Linked DNA regions of Muntiacus reevesi: region 1 is linked to region 2. A link is a contact called in public Hi-C data. All regions are on one chromosome and are shown on one strand. The core of a region is the stretch at or near the end of the contact, and the rest is flanking DNA. Distances in the headings are between cores, read along the strand shown.

Evidence for each region. Hi-C and Micro-C count contacts between places; a contact is called where the count stands out from the background.
Region 1: a Hi-C map of blood shows a contact between it and region 2, with 2.7 times the contacts expected there. The contact joins the promoter of JRKL here to the promoter of MTMR2 in region 2. A contact is called at or near these places in 2 of 3 Hi-C or Micro-C datasets (blood and muscle).

The regions. Positions count from the first base shown.
Region 1 is chr9:77,111,645-77,117,860 of mMunRee1.1, reverse strand. It overlaps JRKL (JRK like), which reads right to left and starts at 3,920. Exons shown (of 1, transcript XM_065945212.1): 1 at 1,622-3,920. The coding sequence starts at 3,320. The coding sequence ends at 1,746. It overlaps CCDC82 (coiled-coil domain containing 82), which reads left to right and starts at 4,025. Exons shown (of 10, transcript XM_065944016.1): 1 at 4,025-4,095; 2 at 4,396-4,580.
Region 2 is chr9:76,639,887-76,646,821 of mMunRee1.1, reverse strand. It overlaps MTMR2 (myotubularin related protein 2), which reads left to right and starts at 3,506. Exons shown (of 15, transcript XM_065943970.1): 1 at 3,506-3,759. The coding sequence starts at 3,680. LOC136174122 (a long non-coding RNA gene) reads right to left here and starts at 4,059. Exons shown (of 3, transcript XR_010664382.1): 1 at 3,963-4,059.

The DNA of each region.
Region 1 (6,216 bases), core at 2,671-5,170, 470 kb before region 2:
TGAGCAAATAGCTATAAGCCTAAGAATGAAGAGTGGTTTCTCACAGGACAGAGAAAGAGTCACAAGAGTCACACTCAAGGCCACAACGCAGTGAATCTTTTACTAGATATTAAAGTTTAAAACCACACAGCTTGACAGTCATGTTAACTTTACCACTAGGTGGCAATGATATAGCTGAATTTCACTCACACGGTTAATTTTAAAACTGAGCAAATCCAGAAATTCCAAGATTTTTAGTACTTATTTTCATTTTAGAAAAATGAAAAATACTTTTATATACAATTTAATTTACACCAGAATGTGTAATTATCTGATTCAATATGTATGCTAATTTCTGATGCTTTCTCTTCTGTTTACTGAGGAAATTCATGCAACAAACACAATTTTAAACAGTTGTCGACACAGATAAGTCTTTTTTAAAAATCTAAACATACATCATAAAGAACAGAAATTATGGAAAGCTAAAATATTTCTGAAACTTTAGAATTAACTTTAGAAAACTTTAGAAAATCACTACAAAATGCAAGTGTTTCAATGAAAAAGTTAAAACATTTCAAAAATGACTTTTTTAAAATTTAGGGCCAAAGTCTTTAAATTACAAATGAAATTAATATTTATATAGGCAAAGTCTTTTCAATGCCTTGAGTAAACCTACATTGTTAAACAAGTATCAAAATTCTGACACACCATTTTATCTGAAATACCATTTTACAAATGTCAAAATAATAATGATGAAATTCCTTAGAATCTGTCACTTTCCATAATCATTTCTGCTTTCCTCATAACAGATCATAACTTATGGCTTATTAAAAATAAAAACTCTTTTCACTCTTCTTTTCACATCATATAAAAGGAGAAAGTATCACCAAACTTTTCAAATTATAACACTTTCAAGTATATAGTAAAAAAGAAAAAAAACTTACAAATACCCAAAATGTTCCCTCACATATAGGTGGGTGCTCACATAACCATATGTAACATTACAAAACCTGTACTATAATTAGATGAATAAATACTAGACCTATACTGTTATCCAATTAATAATATAATAAGATCCAATTAAGACAAGCCTATTTATTCCCTTTTTATAAATAACCTAAAGTTCCCCAAATTTTCACTTCCCTGTTTCTACAAATGAATAAGTCAGAATATCAGCTTTCCAATAGTTTTCTAAATTTTCTAGTTTTCGAAGTTAGCACCACTTCCTATATTTACTTCATTTCCAGAGAAATCTCCCCTCTAAAAAACAAAGAAAAGCATGATTCCTAAGTTATTTTATTAATTCACAGATCAGTTTTCTCATTTTGAATTATTATAGATCACTCATTCCAAATATACAAATAATCACTTAAGATGGTTAGCACAATAAAAGATTACTGTGGCTGCCCTCACACAAGAAACAAAAGATTTCAGGAAAGTGCTCTATCTGTTCACTGTTACTTGTAACTTCTGCTAGAAATTTTATGGAATACCACTGTAATGGAAGGGATAATTGTAGATCTATGAAAGTGAATACATATGCATATGTAACTTACACCTATACAGAATCAGCTTCTGATTATCTACACAAATAACCGGACAGATGCTACAAAACACATAAGCCTTAAACCGCTTCAGATACTTTCTTTTTTTGTATCTATATTTCACAGGGCTGTGTCTGAGAATTCATAACACCAAGTAAAGCCATATTGCAAAGAGGTCAAGAGTTACACAATTACCAAAACAATGCTAAGGCAGATATGCCATTACTGACTTGAGTTTGCCATCTTTTGTTTATTTCTGATGGTGGCTCGAAGTTTACGTATCACCAGTCTATCAGGCAGAATCATATCACCTTGTTGTTCTAGATAATCCAATAAATTTTCAGTCCATTGGAGAGCAGCTGCATGATTAATATGTTTCTCTGGAATCAGTTCTATTTCCTCCTCTTCCTCTTCACTGGATTCATCTGTCTGACCTTGTGCTCTTTTGATGATTTCGCTGTCAGTTAAGACTTCATAGCCTGGTTCAGTACTGTCCACTTCAAGCCATTTTTCAATGTTCTCAGTAGGCACATTTTCCAATCCTTTGGTGTGTTGTAAAATGGTAGCAATGGCAGCCACTGAGATATCTTCCCCATCAAAGTCTAGGCCTTCTTTCTCCTCTATGGTAGGGAGAATCTTCTTCCATGCTCTGCTGATGGTAACTGGCTTTACTAAATTCCATGCCATTGCTATTTCATAAAGTGCATCTAGTAGAGTTAGCTTCTTCCAGAATGACCTCAGGTCATTGCCTTCTTCCAAGTTGTTCTGGAGAAGACGTGCTCGGTAGTTTCTCTTCATTGTAGCTATGACTCCCTGATTCAAGGGCTGAATCAACGAAGCCACATTAGGTGGTAAATATTTAGCAAATATTTGGCCATCATCTGACCTCAGGACGTTTTCATTTGGATGTGTTGGTGAATTATCCAATAAGAGTATAGCCTTTTCTTGCAACCCTTTGGATCTTAAGTGCTCTCGAACTTGGGGCACAAAAATCTTATCAAACCACTGTCGGAAAATGGAAAGATCCATCCATGCGCCTTTTTGGCTGAAATAAGAGACTGGCAGGTTTGAGGTGTCAGCTGACTTGAAAGAGCGAGGTTTCTTTGCTTTCCCCACAACACAAAGCTTAAGTTTGTGTAAACCTGTTGCATTGGCACAACACATGATAGTGACTCTTTCTTCCACTGACTTGTGCCCAGGGACTGTGCATTTACCTTTGATTACCGAAGTCCTGGAAGGCAGACATTTCCAAAACAGTCCAGTTTCATCTGCATTGTAGATTTGCTCGGGCTGCAAATTCTCTCGTTCAATATAGTCTCGAAAGTTGCTGCAAAAATCCTCCACAGCAGTCTCATCTCCACTTAATCTTTCATTTCTAATATTAATCTCTCTAATGCTGTGCCGTTGCTTAAAACGAGTTAACCAACCGGCAGAGGGGTTAAAATCACCATCCATTCCCAAAGCATAAAAGAAGAACTCTGCCCTTTTTGCACAAATTGGTCCAGACACGGGATTCCCTTTTGCTCTTTGCTGGTTGAACCATTCTAGCATCGCTTTGTCCAGTTCCTCATACATGGATGGTTTCATAGATTTCCTCTTAGCCAGAAGACTTGTAGAGTCTGAACTGCTTGCATAAGTTATGATCTTTTCCTTATTTTTCCTTATATCTCGAACTGTCGTTTCGCCAATTCCATAAATCACTGCCAGTTGTTTGGAAGAACCTCCATCTTCAAGTTTCTTTATTATATCAAGCTTATCTTTAATGGTCAACACCACACGCTTCCGTTTCCCTGACATGGTGAGGCTGTGGGACCCAGTTCGCACACTCACGGAAGCAACCCACAAAATTCTGCCTACTCTCACTGACTCACTTTAACACAACCTTACACACTCACTCTTTCAACCTCACCAGGAACCCGGTGGCCCTGACCCCGTCCCTAGCTGGACTTGGCTGGCGGAAGTTTCAGGGCTCAGGCCTTTAACTTTACTTGGGCAGCAGAGGAGGCCCAAGTCACCGCGGATAATCCGGATTACAAACATCTGTTTTATTCCCCCGGAGGCCGCGAGAAAGACTAGCTCCCCATCGCGACCACAAACCTCCTTCAGGCCCAGATCGCAGGTCAACAGCCGTCACTAACCTCTGCCACACCCCAAAGTTACCGCCGAGAGCGGAAGAGTCAGGGAGTCGGGGACTGGCCCCCTTCCCCAGAGGGACGTGACGCTGGATTCCTTCTCCAGCAGCCAGACCTTTCCACAGCAAGCCCCACTTCCCCGCGTCGGGCTTACTTAGTCTGCACGGTCCTCCCGGCCCCTCACAAGGCCGCCGAGACCCTCTCCCAACCTCAGTCGGAACCAGGACCCCTCGGCGGCGCCCTGCCTAACGCGCGGCAACCGCTCCTCCCACTAGCGCCCGCTCCCGGAAGACGCCCCCTCCCGCGCGCGGCCCCGCCCCTCGCCCCGCCCAGAGGCGGGACTTCCCTTGGAGCCCGGAAGGAGGAGGAGCGTCGCCCGTCCGGACTTGGGTACCTGGGCGGAGGCAGAGGCGGAGGCGGAGGCTAAGGAGGTTTGAAAGGTGAGAGCGCGGGGGCGGTGCGCGCTCCCTCGGGGCGGGGACTCGCTTTTGCTCCGGCTGCTGAGGGTTTGTTGGAGGGCCGGGGGACGCCGCTCCTCTCAGCCTGCAGGCGGGAAACGTTCCCGCGGGCGCGCTCGGGGTGGGTGGGACTGCTTCCCGCACTGCGCTTCGTTCCCCTCGCGCGCCGTGGGGTCCGGGCTGCGACGGGCGTGTCGCCCGCTCCTTCCGCGAAGGGGCAGTGGGCCGGCCGGATGCACGGGACGCGGAGGGTGACTTCGCGCGCTTCTCTAGTCTTTCCAGATCTCGGTTGCTTTCTGGGGGTCGAGCGCCTGTAAGCTCTGGGGGTCTGTGACGTCCCGCGCGCGCCCTCGCCAAGCCGTGTCGGAGGGTCCCGAGTTCCAGCTGCGGCGCCCTTCCCATCAGGTGGCTAGTGGTGGCCGGGCGGGCTTGCTGCGCCAGGCGTCTGTGTCCCGCGGAGGAGCCAGGTTTGTATCACGAGATACAGAGTATCTGGTGTTGCACTCTGCTGTTAGCTCCCCAGAGGCTCTGTTCCTTCCTCAACCCCTCAGCCCTGCTGAATTTAGCGAACCATCTTCAGGGTTATAGATTTCGATGAATGCTATAGTAGTCTGGGATGCCAGCTGGCAGGATTCACTCTATGCGAAATTGTGGAATACTGAACGGTGAGCCTAAGTGGGGGACATTGGCTTTTTCTATATATTTCTTGCTGTTTTCCTACTTGTGTCGTGTAGTGCTGCCCTGTTTTCGCGGAAGAACTATGATGCATTTGTTCCCAGCAATATGATAAGAGCAAAAAAAAAAAAAGGAATCATATTCTGTAGCCCTTAAATCATGTATTACTCTGGCTTGTTTCGATGTTCCTTTCATGAGATTGTGAGCTCCATGGGAGCTGAGACCATGTGGTTGAATTCTTCGAGAAACGCCCCAGGTCCTAATTGGTGCCAGCGCATCGTGTATACATTCAGTGCTTTGGTTTGTCACGGTTTCTTCTTCGAACTGTCATACAAAAGGGAACCTTAAGGAGGGGTAGGTAATGTTTTTCAGATAGGGCGCATCCCTTCAGTTGGAATTTCAGGTAATGGTGGAAGTTCCACTTCCCTTCAAATTTTTAATTTTTAAACTACCACCTACATTTTCATAGGGCAAGTGGATGATTCCTAGAATGAATCTTTTTTTGATGAATTAACCTCAAAGTCTAGAATAAAGGATATTTCTTCTGATAAGAAATTCAGGTAGCATCAAAGTACGTACCCGTTTAGTCACCCCAGTGTTAGCGAAAGAGCACACGCTATATGGGTTATTGCCCTGACATTGTTTGGCAGACAAGATAGTAAGTGATTTTCACCATGAAGCACAAAGATGAGATAGTACTGATCATCCTCATTCACTTATTTAATGCTTTCTGTTTGGAGCTTCTATTTTTCTTTTTGCCTAACAGGTTAGATATCATTAAAATTTTGCTTAAACTTTGATTTCAAGAAATTGAGTGTATACTCAGCCTATATAAAAATTACATCCATTTGCCTGGACTGTTTTCCGAGTGAATTCTCATGCTCAAGAGATGTTTTACCCATCAACCTTCATTTCTCTTGAGGAGATTCAGGTCACTCACCTTTTCCCTCTGTCATCCTTCTTCTCTCCCCAGCTCACAAAGTAAAAGTATCCACAATTTAAAAAAAGAGCCAGCCATAATCAAATTATCTTTTTCAATGACAGAATTTTTGACAATAAACAGCAGTTTGACATATGAAAGAGGCCCTGGAAATTTGGCACTTGGCCAAATGAAATTTTGTTTGTTTCCAAATGAAATTTTGTTTGTTTAGGTAAAGTTTGCCTCCTCAATATTCAACACTGAAGTTTTCCAAGATCAATTTTTTGTCACCAGAGACTGCCTTTCTTTGGGATCTTTACATTTGGATTCAATGGGGAATCCCTTAAATTTTGTAATCCGTGTTGTCAGTAAGGTGGTAGAGGGAAGCCTTCAAATTTTCATCTCTGTTGCACATTCTTGTTTTGCGTTTTGGATAAATAATTTTTAGAAGTTTTTGGCCTAGCTCACGTGCTCAGTTACATAATTGAAAAAGTATGTTTGTAAACTTA
Region 2 (6,935 bases), core at 2,257-4,756:
CGTTTAGTAGGAGAGATGAGCCCAGACTGTTATTATAGTGATGGTTCCTAAATGAACCTGGGCTAGGCTAAAATGTTCTTTAAAAGATGATGAAACTGAGGTGCAGAAAGTCCTAATCAAGTTGCTTTTTGAGGGGGTATATGACACAATAACATGTCAGAAAAAAATTCAATGCTAACGTAACTTTCAGCTGAGTTGAAAGTATTCTTTGTTGCTCACTCTGAGAACTTGCTGTGTTACTATTTAAGTTGAAAGCAAAACAGTAAATTTAGAGGAACAACAAATAATAGCAATATACCCATTTACTGGCCCTGCTGTGCAACCAACTGTGTATAGGAAAACAATCTATTAGATGGATATTTTAATTCACATTTTAGAAATGAGAAAATAGTCTTGGCAAAGCAACTTAATCAAAATTATAGAGCAAGTAAGTGACAGAGTCAGGATTCCAATTGAAATTTGTCTGGTTCCAAAGTCTCTACACTTAACATTACTGTTCTTTATTAATCACCAAATAGACTGCAATACAAATTGCTCCATCATTATGCAGATGGTTTCAAGTTAACATAGTACTAAAAATGAACTTTACTAAAAATTACTTCGCCAACAAAAATCTGTCAAGTCAAAGGTATGGTTTTTCCAGTAGTCATGTATGGTTGTTGAGAGGTGGACTATAAAGACAGCTGAGTGCTGAAGAATTGATGGTTTTGAACTGTGGTGTTGGAGAAGACTCTTGAGAGTCCCTTGGACTGCAAGGAGATCCAACCAGTCCATCCTAAAGGAGATCAGTCCTGGGTGTTCACTGGAAGGACTGTGCTGAAGCTGAAACTCCAATGGTTTGGCCACCTGATGCAAAGAGCTGACTCACTGGAAAGACCCTGATGCTGGGAAAGACTGAAGGTGGGAGGAGAAAGGGACGGGAGAGGATGAGATGGTTGGATGGCATCACTGACACGTTGGACAGGAGTTTGAGTAAACTCCGGAAGTTGGTGAAGGACAGGGAAGCCTGGCGTGCTGCAGTCCATGGGGTGGCAAAGAGTCAGACACGACTGAGTGCCTGAAGTGAACTGAAAAAGTGAACTGAGTAGCAGAAAGTACAAGGGTTACTGTCCAAGGATTCATCAGCTTTTACCAAACTTAGATTGGAAAATCCATGTCGAGACATCAGGTGACAGTGAGCCAACAATTTGGAAGACAGGTAGGGATTGAAAAGCATTAGCAAGTTTTTTTTTTTTCCTAATGAATCATTATAGATATTTATTCTTGTTTCTGACTACCTGTTCTCTTTGCCTATCAGAGTACAGTTAAGCTCTCTTTATAGATTATAGAAATAAAAAACAATAGTTGTCATCCAGCACCTGCCAAGCTAGAGAATGGAACAGAAAGGCCAAGTCTTTTTGCTTCAATACATATTCATTCATTGTAAAAAGTACAACAGTGGCAGATTTTATTTCCTTGGGCTCCAAAATCACTGCGGATGCTGACGACAGCCATGAAATTAACACATTTGCTCCTTGGAAGAAAAGCTATGCCAAACCTAGACAGCATGTTAAAAAGCAGAGACATCACTTTGCCAACAAAGGTCCACATAGTCAAAGCTATGGTTTTTCCAGTAGTCATGTACTGATGTGAGAGCTGGATCATAAAGGCTGAGCACTGAAAAACTGATGTTTTCCAATTGTGGTGCTGGAGAAGACACTTGAGAGTCTCTTGGACAGTAAGGAGATAAGGAAATCAACACTCAATTTTCATTGGAAGGACAGTCGCTGAAGTTGAAGCTCCAATACTTTGGCCACCTGATGTGAAGAGCCAACTCATTAGAAAAGACCTGATCCTGGGAAAGATTGAGGGCAAGAGGAGGAGATGGCAGCGGATGAGATGGTTAGATACCATCACCAACTCATTGGACATGAATTTGAGATAGTGATGGACAGAGAAGCCTGGCCAGCTGCAGTCCATGGGTCTCAAAGAGTTGGACAGGACTTAGCGACTGAACAACAACAAACTATAGTTTAGACAGAACACAACTAGGTTAGCTGCTCTTCTGAGGAACGTACTTGCAAGTTAATATTTCACTGCTTCTATACCTTGAGACTTTCCTAAAGACATCATTTACTGCGAGTGTAAATTACATCTAGTTTAAATCAACATAATTCTATTTACCCTAGCAAGGCAGCTTTTTTTTTAAACTACTCATTGTCTTCATTTCTTTCACAGAAATAACCTTTGCATATTTTTATACCATGTACATGAGGTGACTATGATTCCGTCTCAACCAGAGAAATTCCTTTATGATATCCTTTCCATGGCCTTCCTTTGTCCTCTGTGATAGAAAATTACCAGCAGAAGCACTTCCCCTTCACCCAGTTCCTGTTCTCTTATCACAGATTATCCGTTTACACTCCCTTCCTGCCTTGTTGGGGAATTTGAGGGCAGGGAAAGACGGCTAAACCTTTGCCTTCTATCCAATAGCCACTGCAGCCAATGGTATATATATCTGTTGCACATTTAACAGTTTCCTCGCCAATTCCTCTTTCATACCTTTCTGTGTGGACAATGGATTAATGCCAAAGTGGTTTTTCCCCTTCACACCCTTCAAAATCACAGAGTTTAATCCAAGCTACAGCAGGACTGATAGTTCCAGCTTTTATTTTTTTGTAGTGCCCTTTCTATAAAGGTGGGCCAGGGGTGCAAGGGAAACAGAATGATGAGCAATTTTTTTCCTACCTGGTTTATACTTTCCATACTACCCTTACCATACCAATCACTTCTTCCTTCTCAACTCCCTCGTCTCCTGTAGCTATCACGTTTGAAACTGTGCTAGAAACTGCTTATACACACTAGTCCACTTCATCCTAACCACCCTTATGGAGAGGGTAGTAATACTACTTACATTTGAAGGCTTTCTATGTATGAAGGATTGTTTTAAATGTTTAAGATGTATTAAGTCATCTAATCTGTGAAGTTGGTTTTCCTGTTTTACAGATAAAAAAGTTAATGTTCCATGCCTTGGGTTACACTGCAAATAACTGAGAGAGGCAGGATTTGAATCCACTAATTTAAAGTAGGCTTTAATTATGATTTAATGAGCAATTACTTAATCATATTCAGCCCTTGACCTGATGAGTATTTCGCCATCTCACCTCTCACAGCCTCATCCTTTACGCGAACCAGTCAGTGTTCAGGGCCTCCCTTCCTCATCCCCCCACGCCTCTCATCCTACGGTCTGCCCACATCCTTTATTATTCTGTCCTCTCCCCCGACCCCCACATTTCCGTCACAATCGTCCCCGTCGTTAAGGTCCTTGTTTTTCTTCAGACCCTCGTCCGTAGTACTCGCTGCTTCCTTGATGATTTTTAAAACGGCCCCTCCTCCTGCAGCCCCGGCTCCCGCCGGCCTCAGAGGAGCCTCGGCCCTCAGGCGCCGTCACGCGCTCCCAGGCCCCGGCGGCCGCGCGGGGTGGCGGCGTGCGAGGCGCGCGAGGGCGGGCGGCGCCCCCGGCTCCCGGCAGCGCCCGCGCGGTGCAGGCTGGGGGAACATGGCCGCTTCCGGTCTCCCTGCCGGGCCGGCGCGGGCCTGAGCTCGGACCCTGCCCGTCGCACCCCGCCCTCAGCTCCTCCCGCCGGGCAGCCGCGGCGGTCGCCGCAGGCTTTTCCTCCCGCTGCCCCCGCGCCGCGCCATGGAGAAGAGCTCGAGTTGCGAGAGTCTTGGCTCCCAGCCAGCAGTAGCACGGCCGCCCAGCGTGGACTCCCTGTCCAGGTAACCGGGGCCCGCCGAGCGTCCGAGGGGGATGAAGAGGGGCCCGGGACCCGCTGGACGGCGCCCCACCTCGCGGGCTCCGGGACTGGGAAGCTGCGCCGGAATTCCTTCCCTCAGGCTGGGAACAACTTCTTCCTTCCTCTCTGCGGGTTAGAGGCTGGGAAAGAGGAGGTTAAAACTCTGCGGTTCTTCATCGGCCTTACCTTTTATATTCTGGCGTTTTTATCCGCGGCTGAGGACGCCTCGGCCCACTACATCCTCTGATCTCTCATTTCCCTCTTAATTCATTTTTTGGACAGCCCTTCCCCAACTCTGTCCCCTCCCCCCCATCTCCTCCCTTTTTCTGGACGACTCTTTTCTGACACCGTTCTCCTGTCTTTTCCGACACCGTTCTCCTGTCTTTTCCATCCGTCTTTCAGTCTTCGGTTTCTGGGTTCTTGCCCACCTTTTCCGCTCTTTCCCGTCACTTCACTTGCCTCTTACGATTTCCTTGCATTCTGATCTTCGCCCTCCCCCCAACTTTGCCTTAAAATGTAAGCAAGAGTACCCCCACCGTGAATCTTCGAACTGAACGTTGTTATTCCTGAGTAATGAGGGGTAGTTTTCGTCCGTCCTGGGCTACCGGTTCTCCAGGTTTCCATCTTGTATCAGCTGGGATTTTTTTCCCCTGGAATTTTGAGGAGGATTTTACTATGCAGCTTTTCACACAGTTGTCGTGACTGTTAACTTGACGTGTTTCAAAGGCAGTTTTTTCCTTTTGTTTTAAAATAGTAATTTAAATTTTATTAAGAAATAATGGAAGACCTGTATTGTTTTACTGCTACGTTGAAATCAGGTTCTTTTCCTTTGAAAAAGTCTAGTTATTGTTAGTTATTAGATACTAAACCGCTGTAAACTAGCACGTTTCATTTTTTCCCCCGTGAATAAATTGGCGTTGCTCTCTTTTAATTCTTTTTGGACTCTGCTAAATACGGGTGATACTACCATTGTTTTCGCTGTTGCTGTTCAAGACCTCATTGGGAAGTCAGTCATTACCTGATCCCACCTTTCTTTATTAGATTCTCTTCCTAAATGTGTTCATAGCCACCTGCCCACCCTTTTTATAGTGTTTTTAACAAGCACAGTTTGGTTTAATTGTCTTCTCTACTAGACTATAAGCTACTTGAGGACAAGGATCATATCGTATTGGTTTTCATATCACCATCATTTAACAGAGACCCTGCCTATCAGAGGTGCTTAATAAAATTGTTTTTTGAATTTGTAGATTGAATTATGCTGGAGAGTGATTTTGCATTTGATTATGTACCACTAGTGTGCATTTGTTTCAGGTGTTTTTTAGGTGTATTGCTCTGAAATTTAGGTCTTCCCTGGTGCCTCGGAAGGTGAAGAATCTGCCTGCCATGAAATTTAGAAGGCTGGGGGATTTACACTCAGCTGTAAAATCATTCAGAAAACAGTTTGGAAAATTATAATTTTATGGGAAAGTTACAAATGACAACTATGGCTCAGGATAGAATGTAAAGAAAACAAATGAGACAACTGAGGTAATCTCACCCAAGGGAGGGTTTGGAACCACAGGAGGCAGCATAGTCTTGTTAGAAAAGTGCTGGATGTCAGGAGGCTCAAGCTCTTTACTCCTAGGCTCAGTCAGTCATTTGGCCTGTCTCATTTAACCTCTCAAGTCTGCAATTTTCTCATATTTTGAAATAAGGTGGGGGAAGGGAGAGTTTTATCTAGAACATCTATAAGGTCCCTTTAAGCTTTAAAAACCTGTCAGTTCTGTATCTTAATGATAATAACCTTTGTTTTGAATTTTTGAAATTACACTAAACGTTTATATCACACAACTAGGTTAGTTTTGCCAATTAAGCACATTTATTTACTAAAAGAAAAAGCCCAACAACTTCAAAGTTTATATGTATATGTTTTAACTTCTTAATGAAACATTAGGTTACATATGAATATGGGAAAGTTAAGAATTCTTTGAATTTTTACTGGAGTTTGTTGTCTTCATCCTCTCCAGATAAAACTATAAGTATGGCTCTACTTTCACAGGAAAATGCCGGATTTCATTCCTGTTCTCTGGAAGAGTAGAAAAATAACATTTATTGATTGTCTATAGAATTCATCCTGCTAAATTCTTTCATATCTTTTATTTTGTGAATCATAACACCTATTTGTGGCACTCTTTAATCAACATTATAAGATAGCTGGATTGTAGACACTTGTTAGAAAGCTTAATTTTAAACTTAATTTAGAGTAACAGTCAAATCACAGATGATTCTAATACAGAGGGAGGGTGTATACAACTATGGTTACAACAGCAATGTTACCTAACTACCCAGATTAAGTTTATTACTTTTGTTATCCTATGGTTAAGTGAAATATTGGTGTTTGAACTGTATTATCTCAGTCTTTTGCAGAAATCTCATTCTTAAATTGTTGTTCTGCTTTTGTTTTATACAATTAGAAAATTCTCATTTTCTAATTTTCAGCTAGGAAAATTGCCTTGTGAAATTACTTTGATATCTCCTGCAAAATAATAGTTAATAATTCTATTCAGTGTATTACAGATTGTGATTTGCACAATAGATTACCAAATTTCTGCTGAGTTCAGTTTCAAGGAAATTTTTGCTTATGCTTTCTGTTTGTTTCAAAATGGAAACTATGTAGCTGCATCTTCAATTTGGCAAAAAGTCTTCAGTCAAATTTATTACTGAAGTTGGTAATATATTCATCTTTAATTCCTTCAAATACTCCTACTATTAGATGGAGCCAGCTTAAATATTATGTTTAAATGTGTTAATTTGTAAAATGTTTTATACTCTTTTGGGAAGTAGGAAAATTATAAACTGTAACCCATGTGGTTGCCCGTTGTTTTTTGGAAAATGACACCCTCCATTTAGGTTGAGTGATTGGCTCTTGTGGGAACTGTAGTTCACACTGAATATATGTTGAGTTTTAATATCTATATATCCACAGTCTATGTATATCTATAAATCTGTAGTCAGCTCAGAATTGCTATTGCTTCTAGCTTTGCCTTCTAGGCCATGATAAGCCTGATATCTTTGTTCACAGAAGAGCAATTTCATTCTTAATATGATATTCAGATAGTAGTTTCTATCAGCTATAGCTGATTAGCAGTTATGTCATCTTGCATGCTTAAGCTAATTTTC